Linked DNA regions of Macaca mulatta: region 2 is linked to region 1. Evidence: chromatin contacts called from public Hi-C data. All regions are on one chromosome and are shown on one strand. Each heading gives the region's core, a stretch centred on a gene start, on an enhancer-like site or on the middle of the called end of the contact. The rest is flanking DNA. Distances are from core to core; before and after follow the strand shown. Region 1 holds the start of AFG3L2 (AFG3 like matrix AAA peptidase subunit 2). Region 2 holds the start of SEH1L (SEH1 like nucleoporin).

What was found. A called contact is a pair of places that touch in the nucleus more often than the background predicts.
Region 2: a Hi-C map of liver shows a contact between it and region 1, with 5 times the contacts expected there. The contact joins the promoter of SEH1L here to the promoter of AFG3L2 in region 1. A contact is called at or near these places in 2 of 14 Hi-C or Micro-C datasets (fetal cortex germinal zone and liver).

What each region holds. Positions count from the first base shown.
Region 1 is chr18:83,081,740-83,086,888 of T2T-MMU8v2.0, reverse strand. AFG3L2 (AFG3 like matrix AAA peptidase subunit 2) reads left to right here and starts at 2,444. Exons shown (of 17, transcript XM_077975364.1): 1 at 2,444-2,702. The coding sequence starts at 2,589. It overlaps LOC144336549 (a long non-coding RNA gene), which reads right to left and starts at 4,756. Exons shown (of 3, transcript XR_013408433.1): 1 at 4,469-4,756; 2 at 3,793-3,862; 3 at 2,436-3,579.
Region 2 is chr18:83,612,231-83,617,379 of T2T-MMU8v2.0, reverse strand. It overlaps SEH1L (SEH1 like nucleoporin), which reads right to left and starts at 3,162. Exons shown (of 8, transcript XM_077975392.1): 1 at 2,941-3,162. The coding sequence starts at 3,051. It overlaps LOC144336546 (a long non-coding RNA gene), which reads left to right and starts at 3,420. Exons shown (of 5, transcript XR_013408429.1): 1 at 3,420-3,500.

The DNA of each region.
Region 1 (5,149 bases), core at 1,195-3,694:
ATTACAGGTGTGCATCACCATGTGCAGCTAATTTTGTATTTTTAGTAGAGATGGGGTTTCACCATGTTGGCCAGGCTGGTCTCAAACTCCTGACCTTAGGTGATCCGCCTGCCTTGGCCTCCCAGTGTTGGGATTACAGGCATGAGCCACTGCACCGGGCCAATTTGTGTCATTTTCTTTTTTCCTGATTGGTCTGAGTATTGATCTTCTCAAAGAACATCCTTTGATTTCATTCATTTCTCTCTTTTAGTTTTTAATTTTATTGATTTTTGCGCTTATCTTCTTTTTTTTTTTTTTTTTTGAGATGGAGTCTCGCTCTGTTGCCCAGGCTGGAGTGCGGTGGCCTGATCTCAGCTCACTGCAAGCTCCGCCTCCCGGGTTCACGCCATTCTCCTGCCTCAGCCTCCTGAGTAGCTGGGACTACAAGGCGCCCGCCACCACGCCCGGCTAATTTTTTGTATTTTTAGTAGAGACGGGGTTTCACTGCGGTCTCGATCTCCTGACGTTGTGATCCGCCCGCCTCGGCCTCCCAAAGTGCTGGGATTACAGGCGTGAGCCACCGCGCCCGGCCGCGCTTATCTTCTTTCTCTTCTTTGGTTTTACTTCATTTTCTTAGTCTAGCTTTTTTTCTTTTTTGAAGATGAGGTCTTTCTGTTTTGCCCAGGCTTGTCTGGAACTCTTGGGCTCAAGTGATCCTCTCACCTCAGCCTATTTCTGATACTGATTTCTAATTTAATTTCATTGTGGTTAGAAAATATGTTTTATAAGACTTGATTCCTCTTAATATTTTTATGGCCTATAATATGGTTTATTTTGATAAGTGTTCCGTGAAAACTTGAAAATAATGTGTATTCTGTTGTTATGAGTAGTTTTCTATAAATGTCAATTCGATTTCTTTGGTTGTGTGTAAGTCTTTTATATACTTACTATTTTCCTGTCTAATTGTTCTGTCAATTATCAAAAGAAGGATTTGAAATCTCCAAATATAATTGGAAGTTGTTGTTCTGTCAGTCTTTGCTCCCTGTATTTTAAGCTTCTGTTAATGGGAACAAAGATGTTTACGTTGTTATGTCCTATTAATGAATTGACCCCTTTATTATAATAAAAATCCTCTTGGCCAGGTGTGGGTGGCTCACATCTGTAATCCCAGCACTTTGGGAAGCTAAGTCAGGAGGATTGCTTAAAGTCAGGAGTTTGAGACTAGCGTGAGCAACAAAGTGAGACTCCATCTCTACGCAAAATAAAAAAAGTCGAGTGTGGTGGCGAGCGCGTGTGGTCCCAGCTACTTGGGAGGCTGAGGCGGGAGGATCCCTTGAGCCCAGGAGTTGGAGGCTGCAGTGAGCTACGATTGCACCACGGCATTCCAGCCTAAGTGACCGAGTGAGACCCTGTCTCTGGAAAAGAAAAGAAACCCGATACTATTCATCCTTAGTGATATTCTTTCCCCTGAAATTAATTTTGTTTGGAATTTCCTTGCCCTAAAATCTGTCTACTCAGTTTTCTTTTGTGCGAGCATGGTATGATGGTGTTTCTGGTATATCTTTTTCTTATTGTTTTACTGCCATTGGGGTAATCACAGGACTCACCTGGTTTGTCTCCTGTCTCTCAAGGATTACTGTCCTTTGCCTGAGGTCCAGCATCGCAAGCCTGGGCGACAGAGCGAGAGCCCGTCTCAGAAAACCCCCCAATCCCCCACCTCGGTTCAAAGACCTCTCTTTTTTTCCTCCGCTGTCACGGTACAGGAAACAATGTGTAGTTTCCACTACCTGAAAGACTCGACTTGCTCTCCAAACACCAGTTCCCCGACAGGGTTCCCAGAGCGCAGGCTGCACGGCCCCAACACTCCCTGCTGCTTGTGAATCTTCGCCTTGCCTTCCCAGGGTCAGGAATGTGCGCTTCGGTGTCTCCAGACCCTAGCAACACCCGACGACTGAGCTGGCGCCGCTGGAGCCTTCGCTGCTTCCACCTCGCTCCTAACTGGCTGGCCCACCCAGCTGCCCAGGCCCGGGAGCCCAGGATCCCAGGCGCGCGTCTCCCCTTAGTCCCCGCCTCCAGCCACGCCCTCCACTCCTCCGTCGGCCTCGCCTGCAGCTCCCGCTCGCCCTCCCGGTTCTTCCTTGGCCCCGCCTCCAGCCACGCCCCCCACGTGCGCCATCGGCCCTGCCCCCAGCTCTCGCTCGCCCTCGCCTGTCCGCCCTCGGCTCCGTCCCCGCTTCGCCATCGGCTCCGCCTCCAGCTCCCCCTCGCCCTCTAAGGTCCTTCTTCGGCCACGCCTCCAGCCGCGCCCCCAACGCCGCTTCGTCGGCCCCCGCCTCCGGTCCCGCCCCCACGCTCCTACCATTTGGTCCGCTCTCCTGCACCGGCTGAGGTCGCGGCCGGTTTCGGAGAGAAGACGTCGACGTCAGCGCGCCGGGGCGGGGCTGGCGGCGGGAGACGCCGCGTTGAGAGCTGGGGCTCCGCCGTGAGCCGCGGGAGCGCTGCGCTGCCTGGCGGTCTCTCCCCGAGCGGAGCCTGCTTCCCGAGGCCTCCAGTGGTCGCCTGCCCGCGCCTGCGCAGCGTCCCGGGCCGAGAGGGCCACGGCGGCGGCCATGGCGCACCGCTGTTTGCGGCTGTGGGGCTGGGGCGGCTCCTGGCCCCGCGGCCTACAGCAGCTGCGCGTGCCTGGCGGCGTGGGCCCAGGCGAGCAGCCCTGCCTCCGGACGGTGAGTCCTACCTGGGCGCCCGGCGCCCTCCACCCGGCCTCGGGCCCACTTCCGGCTCGGGAGAGCGGGCGTCAAGGTCACTGGCCCCCGCCCTGCCGCCCCACGCGGGCCGTCCCTGCCGAGGGCCGCGGCCCCCCGCGCTGTCTCTTCGCCGACCGCTGAGCGCCGGTTCGCGCCCAGCCCTGCCGGTGGGATTCGAGTTTTGAAAACGCGCAGCTCCAGTAGAGCCGGGTCTTGGCGCTTCACCGGGGCGGCTGAAGCCTCGAAGGTCATGTTGGCTTGGTGGCCGTCCTTGTCCCCGCGTTCATGTCCCGGGAGCACGGAAGGAAGGCGTCTGTAGTTTTGAGTCAGCAGCACGAGCACGATGTTGTCGCAAGGACGGGTTTTGGAGTCAGGCTGCCTAACCTCTCCGAGTCTCCGTGTTCCCGTCTGCTGAATGGGGCCATTGCGGGCATTCCAGGACTGGCAGAATTAGCTATTATTATTAAGAATGTCACATTTTCGGAGCAGGGACTCTGTGTTCGTTGCATATTAGAGCCTGCTATCAGCGGGAGGCTCTTCCTCTGTTGGTAGCCATCCCTCTAGATACACACACAGGACCTGATACATGTTGCTGACATAATGATAGTGTGTGGACAGAACCATGGCCGTGATCTGCCTCAAGGAAAGGTTCACGTGTCCAATAATCGCTCTCACTGTTTAGGTGACTGTTCCTCATCCTCACGGTGGTGTACGGGTGGTGGTTGAGGTCCCCGGGTCGGCCAAGGGAACCTGGCTTGGCCTCCTGCTATCCCAGCGCCCTTGAGGTAGTCAGCTCAGCGTCTTCACTGTGAGGGGAGATAGGCCGGTGCGGGAACTCACGCCTGCGATCCCAGCACTTCGGGAGGCCGAGGCGGGAGAAGCTTGAGTCCAGGAGGTGGAAACCAGCCTGGGTAGTGTAGCAGACCCTCCGATCTACAATTTTTTTAAAATTTTTTATTTATTTATTTATTTTTAGATACAGGCTTTTGCTTCGTCGCGTAGGCCGGAGTGCAATGGTACAAACACAGCTCACTGCAGCCCCAGACTGAAGCAATCCTCCCGCCTCAGCCTCCCAAGTATCTGGGACTACAGCACCATGGTTGATTTTTAAAAATTTCTGGAGAGGCCGGGCGCGTTGGCTCACACCTGTAATCCCAGCACTTTGGGAGGCTGAGTCGGGCGGATCACCAGGCCAGGAGAGGGAGATCATCCTGGCTAACACGGTGAAACCCCGTCTCTACTAAAAATACAAAAATTTAACCGGACGTGGTGGCGGGAGCCTGTGGTCCCAGCTACTCGAGAGGCTGAGGCCGGAGAATGGTGTGAACCTGGGAGGCGGAGCTTGCAGTGAGCTGAGAGTGGCCACTGCACTCCAGCCTGGGCAACAGAGCAAGACTCCATCTCAAAAAAAAAAAAAAAATTCTGGAGAGGTGGGGTTCATCATCTTGCCCAGGCTGGTCTCAAACTCCAGGACCCAGGCGATCCTCCCACCTCGTCCCCTTTTTTTTTTTTTTTTTTTTTTTGAGACGGAGTCTCGCTCTGTAGCCCAGGCTGGAGTGCAGTGGCCGGATCTCAGCTCACTGCAAGCTCCGCCTCCCGGGTTCACGCCATTCTCCTGCCTCAGCCTCCCGAGTAGCTGGGACTACAGGCGCTGCCACCTCGCCCGGCTATTTTTTGTATTTCTTAGTAGAGACGGGGTTTCACCGTGTTAGCCAGGATGGTCTCCATCTGACCTCGTGATCCGCCCATCTCGGCCTCCCAAAGTGCTGGGATTACAGGCTTGAGCCACCGCGCCCGGCCCACCTCGTCCCCTTAAAGTGTTGGCATTACAGGCCTGAGCCACAGCTCCTGGCCTCTACGAATTTTTGTTTTCTTAAATTATCTGGGCTCAGTGGTTCACGACTGTAGTCCCAGCAACTCGGGGGACCAAGGCGGGTTGCTTGGCGCAGGAGGTTGAGGCTCCAGTGAGCTGTGATTGCACCACTGCACTCCAGCGTGGGTGACAGAACCTGTCTTTAAAAAAAAAAAAAAAGGGCGTGGAATGGGGGAATAATAGTGCCTGCATTCATGACTTTTACTCTTTGAGGCTCCCTTGCCAGTCTTAGATCAGTTTCTTCGCTCTGGTCATGCCACGCTGCCCTGCGGTAGGTCCTTTTTCAGTTTCCTGCATTGTATCCATTTCCCTGTTTTACCAAGCTCTGATCCCTTTTCTTCTTTTCCTTCTTTTTTTTTTTTTTGAGACAGGGTCTCTCTCTGTCGCCCAGACTGGAGTGCAGTGGCGTGATCTCAGGTCACTGCAACCTCTGCCTCCAGGGTTCAAGTGATTCTCCTGCCTCAGCCTCCTGAGTAGCTGGGATTACAGGTGCCCGCCACTATGCCTGGCTAAATTTTGTATTTTTAGTAAAGATGGTATTTCACCATGTTGG
Region 2 (5,149 bases), core at 1,913-4,412, 530 kb before region 1:
TTATTTAATACATATTGTTTATTCATCAATATTGAACTCACTCAACAGCACTATAACTCATGTCTGAAGGAAGCTTCTCTAACGCACGTACTATCGCTTTAACGCACATCGCCTCCTTCTGTATAGGAACCAGACAGCACTTCAGCACTAGGCTTGGAGGCCATTTTAAACAGCGAAATCACCAATAGAAAGAACAAACAATGAAAAAATCATTGCACTAAATAGATCACAAAAAACACCTGCTTACAGTACGAGCCAAAATAGAGTATCGCCTGGTTTCATATCAATGGGAAACGTCTGTCCTGAGACTCAAACTTTTCACCACTCCGCACACATGCACAAATGACTGCAAAAGCAGTGTGACTTTTGGGATACAAGTAAATTTCAGAGTAGACAAATTCAAAAAATACAGAATCTACAAACTATAGGCTCAACTGTACATGTAACAAATGGTAAAGCAAAAATACTGAAACCAGGCATGGTGGTGCACATCTGTAGTCCCAGCTACTCAAGAGGCTGAGGCAGGAGGGATTACTTGAGCCCAGGAGTTTGATCACGCTCGTGAATAGCCACTGCACTCCAGCCTGGGCAACATGGCAAGACTCCATCTCAAGACAAAAAAATTGAACCTTATTACCCAGAAAAAATATAGATTATAGTAAGAAGGTGCCAATTTCACCTATTAAAAATGTAACGAGGGCAACAACACTATGAAATCAATACTATCACTGGCAGTATAAAAACGGTATAACCTGAAAAATAGCAATTTGCCAATTCTCTTCACTAGTTTTTAAAATATCCACTAATTTCTCTTCTGGAATTAGCCTAAGAAAATCATTCAAAATACATAAAATGCTAAACTAATGAAAATTTTCAGTACAACACTATTTCTCACAAGACATGTATGTATATACACACACTGTACCATGGCAATTTAAAACGTTAAAGGAAAAACAGAGGAAATCAATAAATATTAACAAACATTAGCAATAAGCCTGTAATTTTTTTACTCTCTAAAAAGAAAAATATATTACTTGTTCATTTAAAAATATATACAAATAAATACATGGCTCCTCCTTTAAAAAAAAAAGTACTCTGGAATAAATGGACATAAGCGGGCTGGGCAAGGTGACTCGCACCTGTAATCCCAGCACTCTGGGAGGCTGAGGTGAGAGGATCACTTGAGCCCAGGGGTTCGAGACTAGCCTGGACAACACAGCAAGACCCTGCCTCTACAAAAACAATTTGTAGGCAGGCGTGGTGGCGTGCATTTGTAGTCTCAGCTACCGGGGAGGCTGAGGTGCGAGGATCGCTTGAACCTGGGATGTTGAGGCTGCAAAAAGCCAAGATCGCACCACTGCACTCCAGTCTAGGTGACAGAGCCAGACCTTGTCTCAAAAAAAAAAAAGGAAAAAGAAAAAAAAATTAAGTGAAATAAACCAAATATAAAAGGGCGAATATTCTATGATTCTATTTATCTGAGGTACCTAGAATATGCAAATTAATCGAAAGTAGTAGAAAAGAGGTTACCAGAGGGTGAGCTGGAGGCAACAGGGTGCTCTCGGGTACAGAGTTTCAGTTTAGGATGATGAAAAGGTTCTGGAGATGAGCAGTGGTGACGCTGCCCAGCAATGTGAATGCTGTGCTCAATGTCACTGAATTCTACACTTTAAAACGGTTAACGTAGTTTATTACAACTAAAATAAACTTGTTTCAAAAAAAGAAACTACATCGTTTAAGAACTGCAACACTACCTATAAAAAGTTTATCTTTGAGAGATCATTGGTATCAAACTCGAATGTGAAAAAGGAAAAACTGTCCTTTAGATTTTCAGTGACTCTGGAGTTGTCGAGAACCAAAATAAGCCGCACTCCAGCTTTCATTCATCCTGCAACACATCTGGGAGGTCCCTAAATCCCATATAGCATCCCCACATTCCTGTAATCTCAGCACTTCGGGAGGACGAGGCGGGCGGATCACGAGGTCAGGAGTTCAAGATCAGCCTGGCCCACATGGTGAAACACCATCTCTACTAAAAAATACAAACAAAAAATTAGCCGGGCGTGGTGCGCGCACCTGTAATCCCAGCTACGTGGGGATGCTGAGGCAGGATAATCGCTTGAACCCGGGAGGCGGAGGTTGCAGTGAGCCGAGATCGTGCCCCTGCAGTCTAGCCTGGGTGACAGTGACTCTGTCTCAAAAAAAAAAAAAAAAAAAAAAGAAATTCTGCTTGTCGGAAGTGTCTACAGACTTTTACAGGAACTTCAAGAAACAAACCCTCCCATTCCTGCGCAGCAAGCAGAGAAGTCATTGGATGTAAACGGTTTGTATTTTTCTTCCTTGGCGTAACAAAGTGAGCTTCTGCTCTGAACCCAGGGAGAAAACCATGTGCCCCAGTAAGAGAACACCGGCGGGGCACAGAACTCGACACAGCGCCGGCCAGGCAGAGTCTCCCACCAGGTCCCACTGCAGGTCCTCGAGTGAACAGTGCGGGCAAGACACGCCACACCCAGGCGGACGGCGGGACGCCCCCGGGTTCCCGCCCCCGGGTTCCCGCCCCCGGGTTCCCGCCCCCGGGTTCCCGCCCCCGGGTTCCCGCCCCCGGGTTCCCGCCCCCGGGTTCCCGCCCCCGGGTTCCCGCCCCCGGGTTCCCGCCCGCAGCCACCGCAGCGCTGCCCGAGCGAAAGCCCGGCGTCCCCTGCGGGCGGGAGCGCGCACGCGGCACCAGCTGCGCAGGCGCACGGGAGCGCGGCCCGCGAGGCCGCCGTGACCCCACAATACGCGGGCGGGGAGGGCCTCCGCCCCGTCCAGCCAGGGCTCGGCCGCCACCCCACAGCTTCCCGCGGCGTCACTGAAACCCAGACACAGCCGTGTTCCCCGCACCGCCCACCCACTCCCCCTCCTTCCGGGCTCGGCCCCGCCCGCAAGCGCCGCGCGCACCTTCACGCTCTGATCGCTGGAGCAGGTCGCCATCCGCCGCCCGTGGAAGTCGAAAGAGACATCGTGGATGAGATCCTTGTGGTCCGCCGCGATGCTGCGGGCCACAAACATGGCTTCCGTCGGGCCCGCGCCTCCGAAGAGGACAGTGGCGGCGGCAGCGGCGGCGGCGCGCGGCCCGCAGCCTCGCCCGACCTCGCAGCCCGGGAGCGCACGGCGCGTGCTGCCCACGCCCCCGCCCCGCCCCTGCCCATCAAGCCCCGCCCACACCCCCGGTCCCCAAGCCCCGCCCCACCCACGGGCCCGTCCAGCCCCACACCGTCCCCTGGCCCCTCAAGCCCCGCCCAGGCCCTGGCTCATCATGACTCGCCCCACCCCTCGGTCCCTCAAGCCTCGCCCCGCCCCCTGGCCCGTAAGCCCCGCCTACCCCCGGGCCGTCATGCCTCGCCCCGCCCTCCCGCCCCCTCAAGCCCCGCCCTGTCCTCGGCGCCGCACGTCCTGCGGGACTGGTACGGGTGCCTCCGGGCTCTGAGCGTTCGGCGGCGGCGGTTGCTCTGCAAAAGGCGAGTTACCTGTGATGAGAAGCAGTAAGAGGTTATTTGTATACTGTGAAATGAAGAAGGATGAGAAAGTGAAGACTGCTCTCGCGGTCCTCGTTTCCCCCAGACACGTGCGAGGAGCGCGGAGCGGGTGGAGGAGGCGAGCCGTGGGCGTGGTCAGGAGCCGCGCTCCGCAGGGACGGCCGAGGAGCCGGGAGGGCGAGGAGACGCCTGAGGGCATGACGGGCAGTCCAGGCTCGGCCGCCGAAGAGCGCAGGCTGGACGGGGAGGAGAGGATCGGAAGTACTAGTTTAAATGCGTCAACGTTTTACCGGCAGACCGGGCCCGGGGGTTCCAGGAGCCACCACGGGGTAGGGAAACAGTAGGAATTACCAGAGCCCGCCGGTAGAAACGTCATCCCGGGGGAAGGAAGCGGCCGGGGAACTGGGCCGCCTGCTCGCCGGGAGGCGGAGTCCTCGGGGAAAGGAGGTGAAGAGGACCAGACCCCCGGGAGGACGCCTGGCTCGGATCACGGATTCCGCCACAACGGAGAGTGGAGGAGCCTCTTCCGAGACGCCAGCGACTCAGGGGGCTTGCTTATAGGAAAAGGCATTCTGGAGGGCGTAGTGGGAAAGTTTAGGATGGAGACGGTGGAAGCTTGCGTCAGGGGAGCGAAAGTACAGAAGAAAAAAAAAACTAAAAATGAGGCTGTAGGAAATCCCTTTGGATTTTGGCCAGGAATGACAAGAATGTGAGGTATGGTAAGATTAGCAGGCTGGAAAGGTTTTTAAATGATTGGTCCCAGCTGTCCCCTGACGGATTGCACAGAAACCTGCAAACAGAAGTGGCGAAATGACCTTTTTCAACCGTAAATAAGATTGTATTGCTACCTTAAGAGGTGTACCCCACCTCTTATGATAACTGATAACAACTATAACTTTTTTGAGGGTCAAAGACACTCATATCCAAAGAAAGTGCTCACTATGAAAGTCCAGTCAAAATATATTGAATATTATTAAAATACCAAAACAGTTTAAAAATTCTTTTAATTCAATGTAAATAAACACAGTAAACAGATCAGTGGTTGCCAGAGATTATCAGAGTGGAAGTGAAGCGTTGAATTAGGTGAAACAGTGGATTTTTTTAAATAGACTTTAGTTTTTAGAACACTTTCAGGTTCACAGCAAAATTGAGCAGAAAATAGAGTTCCCACATGTACCCGTACTGCCACACATGCACAGCATCCTCCACTGTCAACGTCCCATACCAAAGTGGTACCTTTGTTATAATCAGTAAACCTACATTGACACGTCATTATCACCCAAAGTTCAGGCCTGGTGGCTAAGTTACCCTGTAATCCAGCACTTTTGGAAACTGAGGCGGACAGATTATCTGAGCTCTGGAGTTCAAGACCAGCCTGGACAACGTGGCGAGACCACTGTCTCTACTAAAAATACAAAATAAAAATACAAAAAAAAAAAAATCCCCAGGAGTGGTGGTGGAGCTGAGATTGTGCCACAGCACTCCATCCTGGGCAACATTGTCTCAAAAAAAAAAAAAAAAGGGAGACATTATCTCAAAACACTCCTGGTGTTTTATTCTATGGGTTTTGGCAAATATATAATGACATGAATCCACCGTTATGGTATCACGCGGAATAGTTTGACTGCCCT